Linked DNA regions of Nothobranchius furzeri: region 2 is linked to region 1. The links are chromatin contacts, called in public Micro-C maps. All regions are on one chromosome and are shown on one strand. The core of a region is the stretch at or near the end of the contact, and the rest is flanking DNA. Distances in the headings are between cores, read along the strand shown.

Evidence for each region. A called contact is a pair of places that touch in the nucleus more often than the background predicts.
Region 2: a Micro-C map of tail fin shows a contact between it and region 1, with 8 times the contacts expected there. The contact joins the enhancer-like site here to the promoter of wnt11 in region 1. A contact is called at or near these places in 2 of 2 Hi-C or Micro-C datasets (skeletal muscle and tail fin).

The regions. Positions count from the first base shown.
Region 1 is chr10:41,424,558-41,428,154 of NfurGRZ-RIMD1, reverse strand. wnt11 (wingless-type MMTV integration site family, member 11) reads right to left here and starts at 2,041. Exons shown (of 6, transcript XM_015960168.3): 1 at 1,822-2,041; 2 at 746-920. The coding sequence starts at 828.
Region 2 is chr10:41,663,186-41,666,782 of NfurGRZ-RIMD1, reverse strand. All of the region lies in intron 6 of uvrag (UV radiation resistance associated gene), which reads left to right. Among protein-coding and RNA genes, the nearest start is that of uvrag, 26 kb to the left of the region's middle. Within about 2 kb of position 1,947, at least 1 of the 3 cell types and tissues checked has an H3K27ac peak or open chromatin away from gene starts, as enhancers often do. A contact at or near this core is called in tail fin, where this site is marked.

The sequences.
Region 1 (3,597 bases), core at 792-3,291:
ATTCCCGTTGTCCTGAATCCGTCCTGTATTTCCCCGGTGGTTCGGGAAAAGGCCCTGACAGCCTGCACTCGTGCAACACTCCAGACAAATGAAACACCTTCTGCCTCCTGGTCTAACCCTGACCCTCCGACAGGCAAAGATCAAAATTCAAGTCACAGAAACACAAAACTGCCCCAGACCGCTCCCAGCACGTCCACATCCACAAACAGCTGCTTCATGGACTTTCCAAACTTACTCAGGAAATCTTTGTTTGTTCTCTACAACGATGAAAACACCTTCCTTCTGCAGCAAACTGTTTCGATGATTTGAGGCCCAACTAGACTACACACTTCCCCGGCGCTGTCTCCACCACCGTGGCACCTCCTCATCATCTCACCTCCCTGTTTGTCCTCTGCTGTCATCCACGTCTTGGACCCGGAAGCTGCACGGAGATCCTTTTTGCTTCTGGCTACACCGGAACTCTGAGGTTTCTGTTCATAAGCTGAGGAACCACCAGCTAATCTGCTGTCCACGTCATCGAATACACAAATACACACACAGTGGAAACTTAAGGAATGTTTGGGCTGAGTCCGAGCTCCATCCAGTTCTGGAAGTTACCAAAATGCTTCCTACACAAAGTCATCCGTGGAATGGAGACGCTCTGGGTATATGCAACAGGGACAAGATCTGCGGATTTGATCCAGGAATACGCTCTGGAGATACACACTGTGGATACACTCTGGGCTTACGATCCGGAGGTACTTACAGCCACTTGATGCCGGAGCAGACCTGAGACAGCAGCACGGCTGTGAGCAGACAGAGAGGCAGGAGGTGGGAGTTGCTCCTCATGGTGGACTCCACTTCAGTCGGGACACAAACACGAAGGCTGCTGGGATCACACTCAGGGATCTGATCTCATGGCACGGCCGCCCCTCTCAATCCTGGAATAGATTAGGGAAGTAATCTGAACAGAGCCACAGGAGCTTCCGGGATACAAAACACAATAAGAGCAGAGCCGTGTCCAAGCGGCAGTTCGGGGGCCGCTTGTGGCCCTCGGAGTGGTTTTGAGAGCCACCCCATCACATTTCTAGAATGATGCGTGTCGTCTCTTCTGTAAAGATGTTCTTACATTTCATGTTCAGACTCTCTAACAAGCTCTGGTGCTTTTTAGGGAGCACACATCAAACAAATCTCATCCTCCTCAGAAATCCAATTTAACATTTTTGGCCTTTATTTTGAAAAGTTTGAATACGCCTCACTTAGAAATGTGTGTGTGTGTGTGTGTGTGTGTGTGTGTGTGTGTGTGTGTGTGTGTGTGTGTGTGTGTGTGTGTGATCATTTACTTTTTAAAACCATGATCTTTTTTAAAGCAGCTCACCTCTGATCTGACTCCAGGACCTAATTAACAAAAGCACTTCCTGTTCATCACTTATGCAGCAGATTAGGATTACCGCTGATTATGTTATTATTTATTTATCCCAGGATCCGGGCCGGGGTTAGGGTGAGCTGCTCCCGCTCACAAATGTCCAAACTGCACCATAAAACTGTTTACAGACACTTTGCTGTTTTAAACACCGTTTGATATTTTAATGGCTTCTGGACCGAAACCACCGAACCAGAACCAGTAGACTAAAAACTGCTGAAACTGTTAAACGTGACTTTTTTGGAGGTGGACCGTGTCAGATCCGGTCCGGTTCGGAACCGTAACCCGGTCTGACCCGGACTATCCAGCAGCAGAGCAGCTGATTAAGGTCCAACATGTTTACGGTAGATCGGAGCTCAGCTAAGCCCAGAAGTCCCGAAGCAGTCCTGTGACCCGGTCCCGGACCCGGCTGTTCTCACCTTGCACCGCGGAGCTCCGCTCTACTCAGGCGGGGAGGTGACGCTCCAAAAGCGGGTCCGAATATCCGGTCCGTCCGCTGCTGATCAGCCTGATGCTGCGGTAGAATCCAAGCCGGGCTGGAGGAACGGGTCCGGACCGGCACGCATGTTGTGAGTCAGACCCAGAGCGCTGTCGGTGTCTGTGTGTGTGTGTGTGTGTGTGTGTGTGCGCGTGTGTGTGTGTAGCAGAGGGAGAGAGGTATGAACCGTGCGGGGGCAGAACCAGCTCTAAAGTACCCCTGGTCCGCTTTGATCTCACTGATGACGTCACAGCCACATTAACATGAGCCCAGGCGGCACCGGGACCCCCGCGGTCTCTTTACCTCATTAAAACATTAGATCAGGGTTAGGGTTCGTGCGCTATTAAAGATTCAAACTGTAAGTTAGTGATTGACGTCTGCTACAGAAATATTAATATAATAATAAACCCGTCTGCATAACAACCTAAACAATTAAAGTAAACTACCGGATGGTTATTATTATAATAATAATTATTATTGCTATTATTATTAATTTGATTATTATTGTTATTATAATTTTTATTATGTTTTTATTCGTTGCTCTGATTTAATAAACATGTTCTTGGTGTGGACCTATTATAATTCTACTATTTATTATGATTATATTGTTTATTATAATTATATAGTTTATTATAGTTATGTTATTTATCATTATTGCATTATTTATTATATTTATATTATTTATTAAGATTATATTATTTATTATAGTTCTCACACTAAAAACGAAAATAAAATAGATTTGTTTCCTACAGCAGGGAAACATTAATCAGTCCTGTTCTAGAAATGATGAACCATAAAACCTCATCATCATTCAGCTTTAATCAGTCACCTCGATGATTTGGGTTTATGGTTTTTTTTAATAATAATACCAACAACAACAATAATAATAATAACAACAATAATAATAATAATAATAATAATAATAATAATGTAATAAAGTGTGAGGGGATAAACCAAAATAAATTTGCTTCCCAGCTTCTGTCCAGTTCATAATTTATCGAACCGGAGCTTCCTGATGTTCCTGGTGGTCATAGGCTGGACCAGCTGTGGGAAACTAGCCCAGAACTGAGCTCTGGTCCAGACCTTGACCTCTGGTTCTGCTGGAGGCTCCAGAGGGAACAGATGTCCAGGTGTTGTCCTGCTGTCTCCAAAGGAGGCATGGACCACAACAAGCCGTCTTCCTCTGGGAGCTTCAGCTTGTATTGGCTCCACATGTCTTTGCCTTAGTTACAATCCTGAGGAGAGGAATCCGGTTTCCAAGGACCCGATCCATTTTACGTGTGTGTGTGTGTGTGTGTGAGTGAGCAGGGGTAAAATCACAGCAGAGATTATCCACATGTAGGACAACCAACGTCACACAGATAGGCTTACACTTGAAGTCAGAATCCTGAGAGTCCTCGTGAAGATGTCTTCAGTCACAAATACATGATAACAAACATAACAACGAAAATAAAAATCATAATATTAACAACAACAATAATCATAGTAATAGCAATAAAAACAACTATGACAAATTAACAACAATACTCATAACAACAATAATAACAATTGTAAAATTAACAACAAAAATAATCATAATAACAATAAAACAATAAAAATGTACATCAATCCCGATAATTATAACAACAATAATAACAATAATAAAATTAACAACAATATTCATGATAACATTGACAATAACAATAACAATATTAACAACTATCATAATAATAATTAT
Region 2 (3,597 bases), core at 698-3,197, 240 kb before region 1:
GAAAACCTCACCAAGATGGCGTCCAGGAGGCATCCTGGCCAGATGCCCAAGCCACTTCAACTGGCTCCTCTCGACCTGAAGGAGCAGCGAGTCTCTAGGGTTGGGCATCAAGCATTGATTGGAACTGGTTCCAACAGTTAATTTTTCCCGGAATCGTTCAAAGTTTTTTATTTTGATTTCGAGTTTCGATTCCTAGAATGCAGACGAAAGAGGAATCCGCGGCCGATCTCCGTGAAAAACAAACGTGATCTGCAAATTGTGATGAACGCTTTCCAGAGCTGATCACACCAGCTGTCAGCACCGAGTCCCCCCTCCCCCACCCAGATATAAACAAACGCGTCTGCCGAACTTTTACTCCACAATGTAAACTTTAACTCCTGCAGCATAGAGGAAACTTGTTAAAATACGTCAACACAGTGGATTTAATAGAAGCTTTAAAGAACAAACTGGACGGTGTGAGGTGAGTTTGTCTCACTGCAGAAATAAAAACACACACGGAGCGTCAGCAGTCAGATGCAGCCAGCTACATTTAAGTTTCACTTTCTGTCCTGACTGAATGCTGCTGCAGCATGGAGGTGTAGTTCTCAGTCATCCTGGACATGATCATCCTGAGAGTTTTAGCTGAAAACAGCTGGACGTTTCTGGATATGTTGGAGACATTTAGCCTCTCACCCCAGAGGCTTCTTCCAGACTTTGGTTGTGGTCAGAAACAAACACACTGCTCATAATTCAAGTTGTTTACATCTTCCTCATGCGTCTCTGTTGAATGGTGTGCATCACCGAGATGGAGAATGCATGCAGCACCACAGCCAGCAGGCTAACTTTTATCAGCACCTGTAGCTACCAGTGCGGCCAGCTCAGGTGCTGCAGAATGAGAAACCATGAAGTTTTGCTGTCCGTTGACATTTTCTCTGATTTTATTAATGTATTCACTGTTGGCTGGCACAGTTTTTTGTAAGAGGTGCTGCTGTGAACTAGGGCTGTCACAAACGACTATTTTAATAGTCGACTAATGGTGTCGTGCATAACAGTATAGCTTATTGCACCAGGATGCTCTGATATACCCATCGTTAGCGTTTAGGTTGAAGTAGGGCTGAACGATCTATCGTTTTTGAACCAAAATTGCGATTTCAAACAGTGCGATCACGTGACTATCAAAGCTGTGGTTTTTTAGCGGTTTTTGACTGATCCAGGACCTGTTGTGTAACTTTTTTTTTTACATTCAGGGTTTCCTCCTGTGTTATGGCAGTGGCAACATCTAGAAAAACATGCAGCCAGCCTGCCTTGGTAATGCAGGAAAACTGTGATGTTTTGTTATTTAATACATCTGAAAGCTGTTTCTACTTTCATATTTCCTCTCTTGCATTGTTGGAGTAGAACAAGAACATGCTTTTTTAAAGCACCTCTGGATAAAAATCACTAGTTCTTCACAAGCACAAAAAACTTGCTCTTTAAATGGATGAGTTATAGGCGCTGCAGGTACTCGAGCTGCTGGTTTCAGAAAGAAAGGGTCAAGAGTATCCAATCCAGCCGAGTGTGTCCAACTTGAGTAGGTCCTCAAGCACCTCCTGCTCTAATAGTTGAGAGGATCAACGGGACTTGCTTGGGGAGAGGCCTTCACTACTTTGAGTTGAACTTGTGAAGGCGACCCCAGACAAAGGTGAAGCAGTAGAAAGAATATGTCCCATCTGTTTAAAGTCTCAGATTTCTGACTAAGGAGCATGTCTATCCTGAAGTTTTTGAGAAGTGACCAAGCAGCTTGATGAGTGGAATGAGGATGATTTTTCTTCTGCTAGGTCATGTACAAAGGCCTGCTCATGACATGTTTAGCAGGAGTTTACTGATGACGGGGGTATTTAACCACCTGATTTAAGCAGTAAAATAGCCACATCAATGTTTCTTTTGTGTTGAAAAGTTACTTTGAGCTCCATGTTTTCCTCAATGTCCAGCAGGTGGCGCCATATGAAAGCGAATGTCGCAGAGCTGGGAATTTTAAGCCAAGCAGGAGTTTCTGAATCCTGAGCTCCACATTTTCTTTCTTAGATCAAAGGTCAGAATATGAGGAGCAGAGTTTTAATGCTTGGGAATGTTGAGGGAAATTAGTCGACATATGGCTGTTCACCTGGAGAGGGCGACAGAGACAACCGGATGTTATTCCCTGTCAGAATGGTCAACCCTGGAATACTCATTAGGAACACAAGCATGTTTGTTGCATGTCTATTTTAAATGTGGAGAATGTAAACACCACCTTCAGGGTCTCCTGGGCTTCCCTCTGTTAACTGGATCCCAGTCACACTAGAGTATAATCAGCCCAGTGAAAGTTGTGTTTAGACACTATAAAACACAGATTAGGATCCTGTTATTAGCAGAGGCAGAGCCTGTCCAGGGCACCCCCGGTATGTGTTTATGTGAGGGGAGACCAGTGCTTCCATAGCAGCCTGCTGAGGAAAATAAAGTGCAGCTTGAGTCATAACTTTTAATGACCTCTGCTCTTACGTTTTCTATTATTGCAGCTTTCCTTCACATCCTCTCCCTTCTGCACCCCCGTGGGACTCTGGAGTTTAACACTCACACCAATCCTTCTCACCGCTGGCCTGCAGCTCATCGTTCCTGTCACAGTTTCTGCTGAGCTGAATGTGCTCTTATACGCATAGTTTATGCTTATGTAATGCAGCATGATTACTTCCATATCCTACACGGCTGCAGGAATTAGCCTGTGCCATGCCGTCAAAGAGAGAAGTGCATGAATTCCTGTTTTCTGGGACCCTCCCGCCTCCACGCTTTACTAACAACACAGGAGGAACGGCTGTCGCTGAAAGAATAGTGTTGACTACTAGTTAAAGACCAAGCCTTCACCTGAAGACCATCAGCTTTCATCCTTTATCAGGGGTCACAACCTTTCTGAAACTGACAGCTTCACCCGTATGGAAGGGCTGCTGGTTGCTGCTCTGTAGTGAGTTGGCCTGCAGGCAGCTCGCGTGGCTCTTGGGGTTCTGGTTTGGTACGGCTGACCTAGAGTCTTTATGTTGACAGATTATGGAGGTGTAGTTGTTTGGGTCGAATCTTGATTATAATTCCCTGCATTATGTCCCTTAATGTCACTTTATACTGATTAGTCGTGTGTGTGTGTGTGTGTGTGTGTGTGTGTGTGTGTCCGTGCGTGCGTGTGTGTGTGTGTGTGTGTGTGTGTGTGTGTGTGTGTGTGTGTGTGTGTGTGTGTGTGTGTGTGTGTGTGTGTGTGTGTGGGCATTGGTTCTTGGCTACTAACAGATGTAGTTGTAGTTAACTTTCTGTAGAACTGACTGACTTCCATCCCTTGTGTGTCTGCTACGGTCGAGGTTGCCCCATCCTTTATGTATATATATATATATATATATATATATATATATATATATACAGTGGGGCAAAAAAGTATTTAGTCAGCCACCGATTGTGCAAGTTCTCCCACTTAAAATGATGACAGAGGTCAGTAATTTTCATCATAGGTACACTTCAACTGTGAGAGACAGAATGTGAAAAAAAATCCATGAATTCACATGGCAGGATTTTTAAAGAATTTATTTGTAAATCAGGGTGGAAAATAAGTATTTGGTCAAT